Regions from separate parts of the Mus musculus genome. Here all the other regions are linked to region 1. Evidence: chromatin contacts called from public HiChIP or PLAC-seq data. All regions are on one chromosome and are shown on one strand. The core of a region is the stretch at or near the end of the contact, and the rest is flanking DNA. Distances in the headings are between cores, read along the strand shown. Region 1 holds the start of Lef1 (lymphoid enhancer binding factor 1). Region 2 holds the start of Gar1 (GAR1 ribonucleoprotein). Region 3 holds the start of Mcub (mitochondrial calcium uniporter dominant negative beta subunit).

What was found. HiChIP or PLAC-seq counts read pairs in DNA pulled down with a chosen protein or histone mark.
Region 2: an H3K27ac HiChIP or PLAC-seq map of epiblast stem cells shows a contact between it and region 1, with 7 times the contacts expected there. The contact joins the promoter of Gar1 here to the promoter of Lef1 in region 1. A contact is called at or near these places in 4 of 39 promoter capture datasets (hippocampal neurons, liver and pre-B cells), 1 of 484 Hi-C or Micro-C datasets (embryonic stem cells) and 2 of 115 datasets of contacts at active chromatin or transcription factors (embryonic stem cells and epiblast stem cells).
Region 3: a contact with region 1 is called in an H3K4me3 HiChIP or PLAC-seq map of embryonic forebrain, with 2.6 times the contacts expected there. The contact joins the promoter of Mcub here to the promoter of Lef1 in region 1. A contact is called at or near these places in 2 of 39 promoter capture datasets (hippocampal neurons and liver) and 1 of 115 datasets of contacts at active chromatin or transcription factors (embryonic forebrain).

What each region holds. Positions count from the first base shown.
Region 1 is chr3:131,107,936-131,112,182 of GRCm38.p6, reverse strand. It overlaps Lef1 (lymphoid enhancer binding factor 1), which reads right to left and starts at 1,886. Exons shown (of 12, transcript NM_010703.4): 1 at 505-1,886. The coding sequence starts at 711. Gm36603 (a long non-coding RNA gene) reads left to right here and starts at 4,205. Exons shown (of 3, transcript XR_376077.3): 1 at 4,205-4,247.
Region 2 is chr3:129,829,544-129,833,790 of GRCm38.p6, reverse strand. Gar1 (GAR1 ribonucleoprotein) reads left to right here and starts at 2,395. Exons shown (of 7, transcript NM_026578.3): 1 at 2,395-2,673; 2 at 2,938-3,196. The coding sequence starts at 2,950.
Region 3 is chr3:129,967,676-129,971,922 of GRCm38.p6, reverse strand. It overlaps Mcub (mitochondrial calcium uniporter dominant negative beta subunit), which reads left to right and starts at 1,717. Exons shown (of 8, transcript NM_025779.3): 1 at 1,717-1,973. The coding sequence starts at 1,848.

The DNA.
Region 1 (4,247 bases), core at 637-3,136:
CGCCCCCGCAGTTAGGGCGCGCGCCCCGGCTCCACGGCGGTTGGGACGGCCCCTTCTGCGAGGCCCACGCCCGCCTCTCCTTCCTCCCGCCTGGGGCTTCGCTCCTTGGAGCCCTCGGTGGTTTAACGCACTTCTGTGCACTGTACCGAGAGAGCTAGCGGATGCACTTTGTTTTCCACCCCATGATAGACTTCACAGTTGTGTTTAGACATCCCTGTTTTAATGCACCGCGTCCCTCAGAGCCACCGAAACGTCGGAGGACGAAACCGGTCCGGTATAGGCCAGCGTTTCCTGCCCATTTGCCACCGTTTAGCCATAGAAACACTTGGGATAAATTTCCCTGCCCGCTGCTCACACACGTGCGCACCATGGACTAGGGGCCGTTATTCCCCACCCAGCCCGCGAGGGACCAGGGCTCAATGGCCACCGTGGTCGCGCACCCTGCTTGCTTCCCCTCCGCTTCCCCGGGACCCGCCACGCCTCTCCGGACAGCTGCCCACTCACCTCATGCCCGTTGCTGGCTGGGATGATTTCGGACTCGTTAACCAAAGATGACTTGATGTCGGCTAAGTCGCCCTCCTCTTCGGGATGACTGATCTCGGCGAAGATCTTCTCCTTCTGGGGATCGCCTTCGTCCTTGAAGGGGATCATCTCATCGGTGGCGCAGAGTTCCGGGTCCCCCCCGCCGCCTCCTCCGGAAAGTTGGGGCATCCCGGCGGCTGTGTAATCTCCGCTCCGCTGCGGGAGCACTCCGAGACAGCAAGAAGGGAGGGTCGATGTGAGGTGGGGGAGTTGGAAGACTGAGTGCGGGAGGACTGTGAATGGAAGCCGGGTGGGCAAGCGAGGGGCCCACGGCTGGAGCAGCTGCAGGAGCCTCTGCGATTGCCGCGCTTTCCCACTTAGAAGGACGCCGGCGCCCGGCCCTGGGGCGAAGGGCACCAGACTGCGAGGGCGGCAGCCGCCGGCGCCTCTGAGAGCGTCTACGCCGCTCCGCGTGCACTAGGCTAGGCTGCCAGGGCTGGGTGGCCACCCCACGCCGCACTCGTTGCTGGGGTCTGTGCTTCGAGGACACCGGTTCCGGAGGGGACACGACTTGCCAAAGTGCAAACGAGGGTCCCGTGGTGCGTCACCGTGCAAAACCTCTCCACGGATTCCTCGGATGCTGATTTCGGTGATTTGGGGTTTTGTTTTGTTTTGTTTTTGAGAAGAGGAGAGCTGGGCCAAGAGGCTCCCTTTGCCCCAGCGGAGGTACGAGAAGAATCAGAAAATACCGAAAAGTCCACTTCCTTCAGAGTAAACAATAAAGAGCCACCGGGCTGCAGACGTCCGCGTTAGAGCTTCTTTCCTTCCCTTTCGCTTCGGTTTTCCTTCTGGAGGAGCATTTAATCTGCTGGAGGGGGAGGGGCGGAGGAGGAGGGGAGAAAAAGAGAAGTTTGCCAAGAATAAAGTTTGTGATGATGAGCGCTGGGAATCGGCGGTGGCTGGCACGGCGGAGTCTTGGGGAGTCACAGCAGGAGCTTCGGGCCCAAATGTTCCAGCCCGCAGCTCGGGCCGATACACACACTTACACACACACACACACACACACACACACACACACACTCGAGCCCGATCCCTCTTTGTTCCCGGCTCGAGTTTCTGCCTGGCTCGCCTCTCTCCCCGCCTCCCCTCGGTCAAAGCAAAGAGCTGCCGGTGGCCCCTCGGCTCCTCCGGGCAGACCGGCCGGGGAACACCCGGAGCGTAGCCGCTTGCAAGGCTCCGGGAATGTCCGAATGCCAGGGCCCACGAAAGCGCAGCCCGGTCCCTCCGGTGCGCGCTGCCCCGCAGGTGAGCGGTTGCGCCTTCCCACCGCTTCTCCTCGCCGCGCCTAGCCGGCGCTGCAAAGCTATTCACTTGCGTCGCTTCTCCTCCCCCGCCCCTCCCCCGCCTCCTGCTCTCCTTGGCTGCCTGCTGGAGGGGTGGGGAGGAGGGAGTCTGTTAGGAGGAGGAGGAGATCCAGGTTCTCTCCCCCCCCCCCCAGCCCTAGTTCATTTCCTAGCACCCAAAGGACGAGTCATACTTGGGGGGGGGGGGCGCCGTGGGGGTGCGTATGTGTTTGCGCCCGCCTGTTCATGCCTGGGGGGGGGGGGACGACACCATACAACCTGAAGATAGACTGGGTGCTGTGTGTAACCCAACCCCAAAGAACAGTGTGGCCCACGTGAAAATTGACGAGAAACTACGGGAATGGCTTAACTTCATCATCTGAGCATCTCTTCTTCTCTTGCCGACCCCACCCCACCCCGCCCCCGGCGCCTCACTTCTAGTCCTTTGCCAGTCTTTCTTCAACCTCCTTCCCGCCGCCCACTCTAGCCCCCTCACTCAGGCAAGGGGAGGAAGATGAAAGAGAAAGCCGCTGGCGCTGTGGTCGACACCACATTGATAGATGCTCTGACAGAGGGAATAAGGCGAGAATTAGGGACTAGGGGAAGGAAAAGGAGAAAATGTAACACATTGCTCACCTAACCAGAGAGAAGAGATTCAGCAAAGGCAAACAGAAGAGTTGTGACTCTACTAACCGTGAATCACACACACTTCGGAGACAAGGGCACACCACCCTAGCGAAAATAAAATCTCCAGGCTTACCAGGGGGGAAGGATCAGTAAGAAGGGTGTGGATGAAGACTGAGCCTTAAATATCGCTTCTACGCTATCACATTCATTGTGCCTTTATCACCGAATGAACGTGGGTTTTTGGAGATTCTCGACTCAGCGTGTAGAGACCTCGTAGAAAAAGGAAAATACATCCCAAAAGGAGGGAGAAGAACAACCTAGGAGAGGCAGGCAGCACTGGGCAGTTGCTGACATCCTGGAGACTCCGCTGAAAGGGACCTTTAAAGGATGGATGTAAATACGAATCAAACCTCAAAAATTCTCCGGTTCCCACTGTCTCCTTGGTGCATTTTGGACAGGACTTTTAAGGGCGACGCTTTGTGAAAGTCACTGTGTAAGTGGGGCTTAAGTTTGGAAACACATTGTCTTTTAGCTCTCAACCCCTCCCCTCAAGTCAAATATTCAGGCAAAATCATTAGACCAGTGAGGCAGCCATCTGTAGAACCTGGGAGCAGTAAACAGGAAGAATTGTATCTCCATCTTACTTAAATGGAAAATAAGACTCCAACGAATCGTGTGTTGGTTTCATTACATAAGAACGCTTAGGACAAGAGCTCTCTTTTAAAGGTGAAAGTGTGGGCTATTGGGCATTGTAGACTTTAACAGTTCTTTAAGTCAGCATTTAAAACTTTGCTTACTGATAACTACCAGTTTGGGAGCTGGCTAGGAGGTGGATATATATATATATATATATATATATATATATATATATATATGTTTGAAATATATGTATAGTTTGGTTTGCTGCATAGGACGTGGTTGGTCATATGTAATCTGATAGATTTAGGTACAACAAGGGGCTGGTGAAAGAAGTCAGAATAACAAAAACTTTTCTTTAAAAATTAAATAATTGTCAAGACTATACCTTACAAAAGCCAAAAATGGCATTTTTCCTTCAGGGTACCAGGGAGAATAAAAGGAAGGTTGGGAATAAATCCATTTTTAGAGTGAATCTATGCAGCCTCCAGTGTGATAGGGTGAAGAGCAAAGGGACATAGTTTCAGACGTTTACAGCTCCTGCTAACATAAATTTAACAAAGTCAGAATTCCTCCTCTGAGTGAGCCAATTTGACTGAGCACAAGAACCCTTGGAAGATGCAGCTTCATCAAAGAAGTCGGAGTAGACCGGTCCTTTTCATCAAACCCAGAAGGGGGGAGGGGGCAAGAAGAATAGCCAGAGGGTATTTTTTGAAAGCCAAGAGGAGATTAAATGACGAGTCTACATCTTCCCTGTTTAAGTGTTGCAACTAATTCGAATTCTCATTTTCTCCTTCGCGTTAATTATCTGTACTATGTGAGTCATACGAAGCTCAGCTCTAGGTGTCCCAGAGATTAGGAGCTCGAGATGGGAATTTTTGGAGCAATGACTAGTGAAAATGCTTTATTACAAGGGCTGGAATAAGTGGCTGCATTTGGTACCTTGCTGTAACCCTCTTTGGAAGCATTGGTTCTAACGAAATCTCCAAATGGCCTCGCTCTGCGTGAGTGGTCTCCGCAGTGTGCTGTCTTTAGCAATGTTGCAAACCTTAAACAGGGCTACCCTTAAAACCATGCGCCCACGTGTTTTAAAGATCTGTCCGTAAAGGAGGTTGACAT
Region 2 (4,247 bases), core at 1,146-3,645, 1.3 Mb after region 1:
TCTACAGAGTGAGTTCCAGGACAGCTTGGGCTATGCAGAGCAACCCTGTATCAGAAAAACAACAACAACAAAAGATTTATTTTTATTTATTTATGTGTAAGTCTGTGTCATGTGTGTTTAGGTGCCCATGGAGTTCAGAAAAGGGCATTGGATCCCCTGGAGCTAGAGTTATTGATGACCATGAACCTCCTGAAGTAGTTACTAGGAGCTCAACTTGCAAAAGCAGCAAGTACACTTACCCACTGAGTCATCTCTCCAGCCAATGAGTAGAACTGGTAAGTTTAGGAACAAATAGAAGAAAGCAAAAAAAAAAAAAAGAGATTTATACATGACTAAAGATAAGTATTAAAAAGAAAATGAAAGAAAGAAACTCATCCCAGTACTTAAGACAGAGATAGAATACAAAGAGTGAAATTTTCATGATGGAATATGAAAAACTAAGAAAGTTTCACTTTCAAAGTTTGATAAACTTGGGTTACAGGCATCCAGGGCAATGCTCAACTTCTGTTTGCATGCTGGAGATTTTAACCTTGACCTTCTTTCTTGTATAGCAAGCATTCTTATCCACTGAGCTATCTCCATAGCCCCATAGGTTCACAGTGAAAACATCACTCTCTATTCAAAAGGGCACTGTATTGCACAGCCGTGTGAATGAACTTAATAGCAGGGAATAATTTAAGAATAATGACGATTTATATTATGTATATTTTGCCATAGTTAAAAAAACTTTCGCAACTATTGTGTGATATAAAGTTTATTGTTCTAGTGTGTACATTCATGCATGTATATGTGTGTATGTAAATTTTATGCAGGGGCTGTGTAAATAGTAAAATTATTTAGAGCATTCCTCCATGGTCAGAATATGGGGCTATTCTAGTGGATGGAAAATGGAGCTATTTCAGGAGAGAGGAAGAGTCTAACAAAGACAAAGAAAACAAGGCAGCAATTCTAGCCTGATGGGGCAGAGGGATGGTAAGTGCACATACTGATTACTAATCATGTAAACGGCTTTAGACACACTGCTAAGGGAAAGTGCAGGGCTATGGGGGAGCTGAGTATGAGACTATACAAAACAGCAATGGTATTAGATTCACTATATCATCAAATGCAGCACAGACGGAAGAAGTTAAGTCAACAAGCATTTATTTAGTCTGGGGCCCAGAATGGGAGATGTTGCCTGTTGTGATGTTTGAGCATCTGAATTCTTAGACTATATTGAGTGATTTGGAGTGGCAATGAAAAAGGGTAGCAGTGTCAAAAGGCTGAACTCAGCTATGACAGTACAAAGGTACTTCACAGGAATCAACAGAAACCCATCAGGTTTGATTAGAGATTGCCACAAGCCTAGAATAGAGGTAGGGATAGTGCTGATTATATGTGTGTGTGTGTGTGTGTGTGTGTATACATATATATATATGGTGTGTATGCATGTAAAATTACATATGTAATTATTACATATATTATAATTCAGTATTTTATAATTGTATGTTCTATATTACATATATTATATTATAAATATAATATATAATTGGATATATATGGTTATAACATCTAAATTTAAAGTACATTTGCCCAATTTTTAAAAATATTTGGAACTGGTGTGTACTTTTTCAAGAAGTTTACAGTTTAGAGTAACTGGCATACTGGAATTATTAATGTTTCTATATCTTTTACAAAGATCTTTCAAAAATCTATTCACAATAATCCTCTGATATGCGGATCAGTCTCTACTTTCTTTCAAATAAAAGGTGATATTGTCAAATGCCAAGAGATGTTTCAGACAATACAGATACAAAAGAAGTCAACCAAATTTAAGAACTAGAGGTCACTTCTTTTGTGATGAGTGAAGTTTTAGTGATGTAAGGAAACCGATGTCGGAGATGAGAGTGTTAAGGAGACGGGAGGTGAGGTGTCATCTATAGATGGGTGCATAGTCTCTCGGAGTTCAAAACGTACTTGATGAAGACATTGAGACCATATTTAAAAATGGTTGCCTTTCTGTCATCTCACACACAAACACACACCCTTTCCTATTTAATAATAACAGAACACGGACACACAGGCAACTTCGACACACACCCTTTCGTATTTAATAATAACAGGACACACACACACACAGAGGCAACTCCGTTGGCGGTGACAGGTTCCGACGTCCTGGGCTGAGCACCGCTTGAGTGGCCAACACTCCGTGGAGCAGAGTCAGGTCGGGACCTTCTCGCAACCCAAGAAGTGACAGAGCCCGGCGAGTAGCACCAACTGCAGCCAGCACGCTTCAGCGACGACACGCCTCACCAGCTGTTAGCACGGAAGGACTCAAACAACTCCGTTTCCAAGGGCAACGCGCCGCCACACTTCCGGAAACGTCGCGTACGGAGGGCGCTGCGATTTTGCGTCACTTCCGCCACCTCTAGCGCGGTGGCCCTTGCGTGGATGAGGTGGGGGCGGGGGGGGGTCACGCTGGACGCTATTGTTTCTCTTCCGGTGCTGTGTGCTCTACTCGGTAAGGCGTTGGGACCGCTGCGTCCGGTAGTGACGGGCCCTTCCTGCAAACCAGCCCTTCCAATTTCTAGTCTGGTAACATTGGACGGCTACGGTGGCCGAGGAGGTTTGAGCGCGCCGGAAGTGTCCCTCCGCGCGCGCGCGCCGGGCTAGGCTGGAGACGCACGTGGCGCGGTGAGTGCGGCGGAGGGCGAGCGAGGGTGAGGGCACCCGCGGGGCGGGATGCGGTGGAGAGGCATGGGATGCGGTGGCGAGCCACGGGTCGTGGGGCTGGGGCGAAGACACCGCTCTCTCTGCGCTCGCCACTTGGCTGTGTGGGCGAGTGGCAGGGCGGCGTTTACTGCTGTCCCCTTCTTGGTGGCCTGAGCGAGGCGGAGGGGACTTAGATAAATGATCGACCCGCGGTGACCGGGAGGAGCGGCCCGTCTATTTCGCCAGGCCGGAGAGAGCATGTCTTTCCGAGGCGGAGGTCGCGGAGGCTTTAATCGCGGTGGTGGAGGCGGAGGCTTCAACCGTGGCGGCGGCAGCAACAACCACTTCCGAGGGGGCGGCGGAGGCGGCGGCGGCAGTTTCAGGGGCGGAGGCGGCGGCGGCGGCGGCAGTTTCAGGGGCGGCGGCCGAGGAGGATTTGGACGAGGGGGCGGTCGTGGAGGCTTTAATAAATTTCAAGATCAAGGGCCTCCAGAACGTGTCGTCTGTAAGTCGTCTTCTGAGCTTAACCTCCTTTGCATTGGGAATAGAATCCGGTTTAAGTTATTAGTGCGTTTGTTGATAAGACTCCGAAAGGCAAGTCGCTTGAGTGCCCTGACACGTATAAGGGACTGATCATGAGAACCGAAATGCAGTGTGGAGGTGAACTTGAGTTGGGACTGAAAAGATGAGACTTAGACAACATTGAGTACCTGGCTCCTTCTAAAGGGCAGAACACTTTTTAGGATTAAGTATGATTCCTTAGTGATATAGTTGAAACACAAAGCCAAGTTTTTAGTTTTCGTAGCTCATATTTTCAGTTACCAGAAAATACCTACAGAATTCACACTCCATAACCATGCAGCCTAGTTTGAACACTCATTCCCTTGCACCCTGCAAAATCATGTTGTAAATAAGTGTGTGTACTATCTTGTGTAGGGCCACATTCATAGTTCCCTGGGTTCCATGCTGCCTGAAGTCTGTGCATTGGACACACGGATGGAGAAGGGATTTCAAAAGAAATATAAGTAGAACTTGGCTGATAGTGAGAAGAAAAGGTTCTAGTTGTTGCTAAGGTTGGGGAGTTAGTTTTGTAGGCGAATGGTATTAATCCTGGGTTACAGAAACAGAGGTGCCTTGTGTTTGCACACTTCCCAGGAAGGGATAATCACTGGTGAAGAAGTGGTAGTGGTGATGAGTTCTGAGAAAGGAGGGAGGGATCAATAAAGCCAGAGTGGTTCACATTTGAGGCTGGGGAGGAAGAAGAGTCAATGGAACGTAGCATTGAATGCAGCTGTAACAGCCATGACAGGGTAACTGGTGGACAGCGAGTGAGCACCATTGTAAGCACCTAGTTTGTTGTTCCTGTTGCTTTAGCATCAGGTGTGGCTGCAGTTAGATGTGACTGGCCTCATTTTACAGTGTACAGACAGAAGGGGAGTCTCTTTTAGGTCCCCTGGTAGTGGCATGCTAACTTGGGACTACAGTGTTGACAGCTGAGCTCTGCCATAGAGGGGATCAGATATGGGGAAAGACAAGTGGCAAAGCCCACTGGATTC
Region 3 (4,247 bases), core at 468-2,967, 1.1 Mb after region 1:
GGCCCAACCCATTGTAAGTAGTGCCATCCCTGGACAGGTAGGCCTGGGTCCTATAAGAAAGCAGGCTGAGCAAGCCATGGAGAGCAAGCCAGCAGGCAGCACCCCTTCATGGTCTCTGCATCAGCTCCTGCCTACAGGTTTACATCTGTCTGAATTTCTGTCCTGACTTCCTACAATAATGGACTACAATTAGGAAGTATAACACCCCCGCGCCCACCCCACCCCCCAAAAAAAAAAAACCCTTTCCTTCTCAACTTGCTTTTGGTCATGTTGTTTTATTGCAACAATAGAAACCCTAACTAAGAAAATTGTGTAGGTGACTTTCTTTTTCTTTTTTTAAATTTTGGGACAGATTCTCACTATGTAGCCTCGACTGGCTTGGAACCTATTATAGAGTCCCGGCTGGCCTTGAACTTACAAACTAAGGTCCTCTTGTTTCTGCCTCCTGATTACTGGAATTAAAGTGCATCATTACCACTGACCTGGAGAAGCCTTCTATTGGATCTAAGGTTGTAACACCAGAGCAGGGAAACGCAATGGTGCCTCCGCAGCTAGCTTACCAACCAGCCAAACACTGGGATTACATGGCTAGAGGGGCGGGCGGGGGTGGGGGTGGGGCGGGGGATAGTGTACCAATCACAGCAAAACTCTCACACAGATGGTTTGTGTTCACACCAAAGACAACAACTGTAACTTTTGAGCTGCCAGGTAAAATGCTTCTCTTCTGGGCTGGTTAGAAATAGTGACAGGGCATGTGATAGCAAAACCGCCCTGTGTAAACTGAAACACTCCAGGCTGGGGCTGTAACCTTGGGAGCTTTGATCACCATCCTGTAGTTTCCTCAAGGCATCTGTGCTGCGCTCAGAATGGCAGAGTGTTTGACTGACAGTCCTTTGGCTCGAGGCAGCCAGGAATCAGGGGAAGCCTAACAGCTGCCAATTAGGAAGCCAAATTGCCTCCCCACCCCCACATGTTTGCCATTTACAGGAAAGCGAGCGTCGAGCATTGAGCATTGAGAGTGCTTACAATGCGAGCCTACAGAACTGATCGTTAACGCTAATAGCGGTTTTAACAGTGATTTCGCAATGCTTAACTCCTGCCCCTCGGGGAGCAGGGTCCTTTCATGTGCCCCCCAAAGAGAAGCAAGCTTTGCTGTGGAAGAAAATTTCCCAGTGTCTGGACTTGGGCCAGCCTGTAATGAACTACAAATCTCTGGAGCATCTAGAGTCCTGGGCTGACTTTGCCAGTGATCTGAGGCCCAGGAGAGGCTCATCCCAAGCCTTGGAGCCCACCTGGAGGTGGAGCTTTGGCAAACTCATTTTTCTTCCTCTTTCCAGCCGGGCAAAGGAGCGCAATTTCCAGGGACCTTTCAGCTCCCAGCTCCCAGTCCTTTCCTCAGAGCCCTGGAGTTTTGGTTCATGTTGTGGCAGGGTTTGGGGTAGCTCAGAGTGTACTCCAACTTTTTAGTGGATGGTGGCCTTGAACTCCCAATCATCGGCCTGCGTTCCCAAATCTGAGGTCCCAAGCAAGCCTCACTACTTCCGGTCCTGGCTTCTGTTGGGTTTTGACATCAACAGCTGCATGGTGTGAGTCCAGCTCCTCTTTCCTTTCTCAAGACGTATGTGAGGGAGCCAGGAAGAAGTTCGCCACTCGTTTGCGCTTTTTTAAAGAGAGAGAAAAAAAAATGTTTCTTTTTTTGTCGGAGGAAAAATACCCAGCCTGGAGCCCGGGTGTGCACCAAGCGAAGTCAAAGCGGGGACACACCCTCCTGTCGCCGCCCCAGTCGGCGGGGCGGGCAGAGCCCACAGCGGGCTGGGCTATAGCAGCCGGATGAGGATGCGTCGTTAATGCCAGGAGCTCTGTCCGGCAGGAGGATGCTCCCGAGCGGGCTATGTCTGGGTCGGTGGCAGCTGCTGCGGACGATCCGAGCCCGCGGCCGCGGGGATCCCAGGGAGCTGCCATCCACACCCCAGGTAAGGCGCGGCGCAGGCTCGGGAGCCTCGGGTGGAAAGTTTGCGTTGGGCAAGTTCGGCAGGAGTGAAAGCAGTTCCCTGCGTGCTGCTCCGCACCCCGACAGGTGGTGGCCGCGGGCGACTTGTCCCGGGGCTGTGGGGGAGACAGGCCAGGAGCGGCCAGCGCGGGGCGCATCTCCCGGGAGCGCAGCCCGCTGACCCCACCGCTGTGTCCTGCGGTCTGTAGTCGCCGGGGTGGAGGGGAGGCCGCGAGAGCTTGGTGGGCTGTGTCATCGGAGGGTGGCTGTCATCGGGGTGGGCTGTAACCTGGGATGCTGTCTTCCAGGGTGGACTGGCCCAGGACCCTGTCTTGCCCCTCCTCCAAACCCGGAGCCCCTCCCTTTCGTTACATGTAAACCCGAGTCAGTGGTGAATCAGAAGTGTGTGCTGTAACAGTTAGGCGGGCACAGTTTGTGTCATGGCCTGTGTGGAACCTCGAGGAGGAGGGAAGAGGTGTGGATGGGCACAGAAAAGGAAGAAGAGCGGGAACGTGCTGAGTTTACTAGCTTCATGATACAAAGGGGGCCAGGGGAAAGGGACCCGAGGCTGCTTGGGGCTGGGACTGGAGCTGAGTCTGCCCACACCTCAATTACTGGGTTAGCTTTCAGACTGCTAAAGGGAGAGCGATATATGAACATATTTACTATCTCTCACTGCAGTGAGAACGGAGCTGTGTCAGCTCCATCGCTTTCAGTTCCTGTATCTTTCCGGCTCGACTGCCCCAGTGCCCCAATCCTTGGATTCTGCCCCCCAAGTATAGTCTTAATGCCCCAGAATTTACACCGATAAAAGAAATATTTCAATGCTTAAAGGAACACTTTTGTTAAATGTTTGAAAGCAAGCAGAAACGTCCATTTTGACACTTCTACCTAAGGCAAACTCCTTAAAACTTATTGTGGGCAAACTCAGTGAAGTGGTTTCAGAAAAGTTCTCTAAAAATAGTACTTTAAGGTTTACCTCTCAGAGACAAAGGCATTCCGAACACTCTTAACTACTCACTCCTTTCTTTGCCTCACACCACAGAAACACAGTGATAATTAAACAGTGCTGACTAGAAAGCTCATTTGACAATTTCGAAGTGTTGAGAATGGAGCCAAACAACGAGGCTCTATTAGGCCACACCCACCTACCACTAGGTCTCTCCCATTTAAATACCTGGAGTAAATACCTGGATGAAATACCGGATCCCAGAATAAAGCCAAGCCTGCGGGGCTGCATCTCTGTGCAGCTTTGGATTCTCTACCCCCTAAGAGTTTCAGCTACAGCTGCTGGACCATTTTCTGTGAATCAGATCTCCCCACTGTAGGGACATTTCCTTCTCTAAGATCTTATTGCTTTCCATATGAGATGCCCTGTGGCTAAAGGCCAACATCCTTGTTATATCTTCCCCACCCCCCAAAAAAATCCCACCATCCAAAGCCTGTGAAAAAGCTAGGGGTAGGGTAGAAAAGAAAGGAAGCAAAGGAAGAAAAAAGTGGTTTTCTCATAAAATCCTAGCTTGCAAGGACTTGTTATAAGACACATATTTAATAAGCAACAATAATTAGTCTTTTCTGAAATTATAGGTCTGCATTTAATAACTTTGAAAACTATATGGTTCTCATCCTTTTTGTGGTAGGTGAGTAATTGGCTGTGTTTCATGTATGGGAAAAAAACCCACAGTTTGTTGACATGATACGTTTAATATAGCAGAATCGTTTATTAAAGAACATCTCTTGTCTGAAGCAAAAAACAAATGGGTATATTGCATTATCTTTGGCCTGGCCTGGAATCCATGATCATCATGTCTGGTGACACGATTATCATTTCTGGAGACTGCACATCTGCCTCCAGCGCTAGGTGGTTGTCAGGGTGATCGGAGGCTCCTGCTGGTGCGTGTGGACACTGCTTTGAGCGATTACAGTGCCTGGTGAGTTATATCCAAACAAAAAGCTCTTGCCTAGTTGTGCCTTTCGTAATTTGGGTTTTCTGCTGCTTAGATCGAAACACTCCCAGATAGGATTTTGTGTTCCCAAAACATTGTTTAAAGCCCCAACACAAGCTGTTTAACAATTTTTTTAAAAGGCAAGCGTATTTTTGCTAAGAAACTCAAGGGTCAAGTTTGCTTTGTTCTTTTAACTTCCAGAAACAAAGCATTTGGGTGTTTCAGATCCTTCATGGTGTTAACTTTGAAGTCTTGGTTTCCTGTATGGGATTTAATGAGCACACTGTTCTTGTTCGCCATGTCTCCTCGCC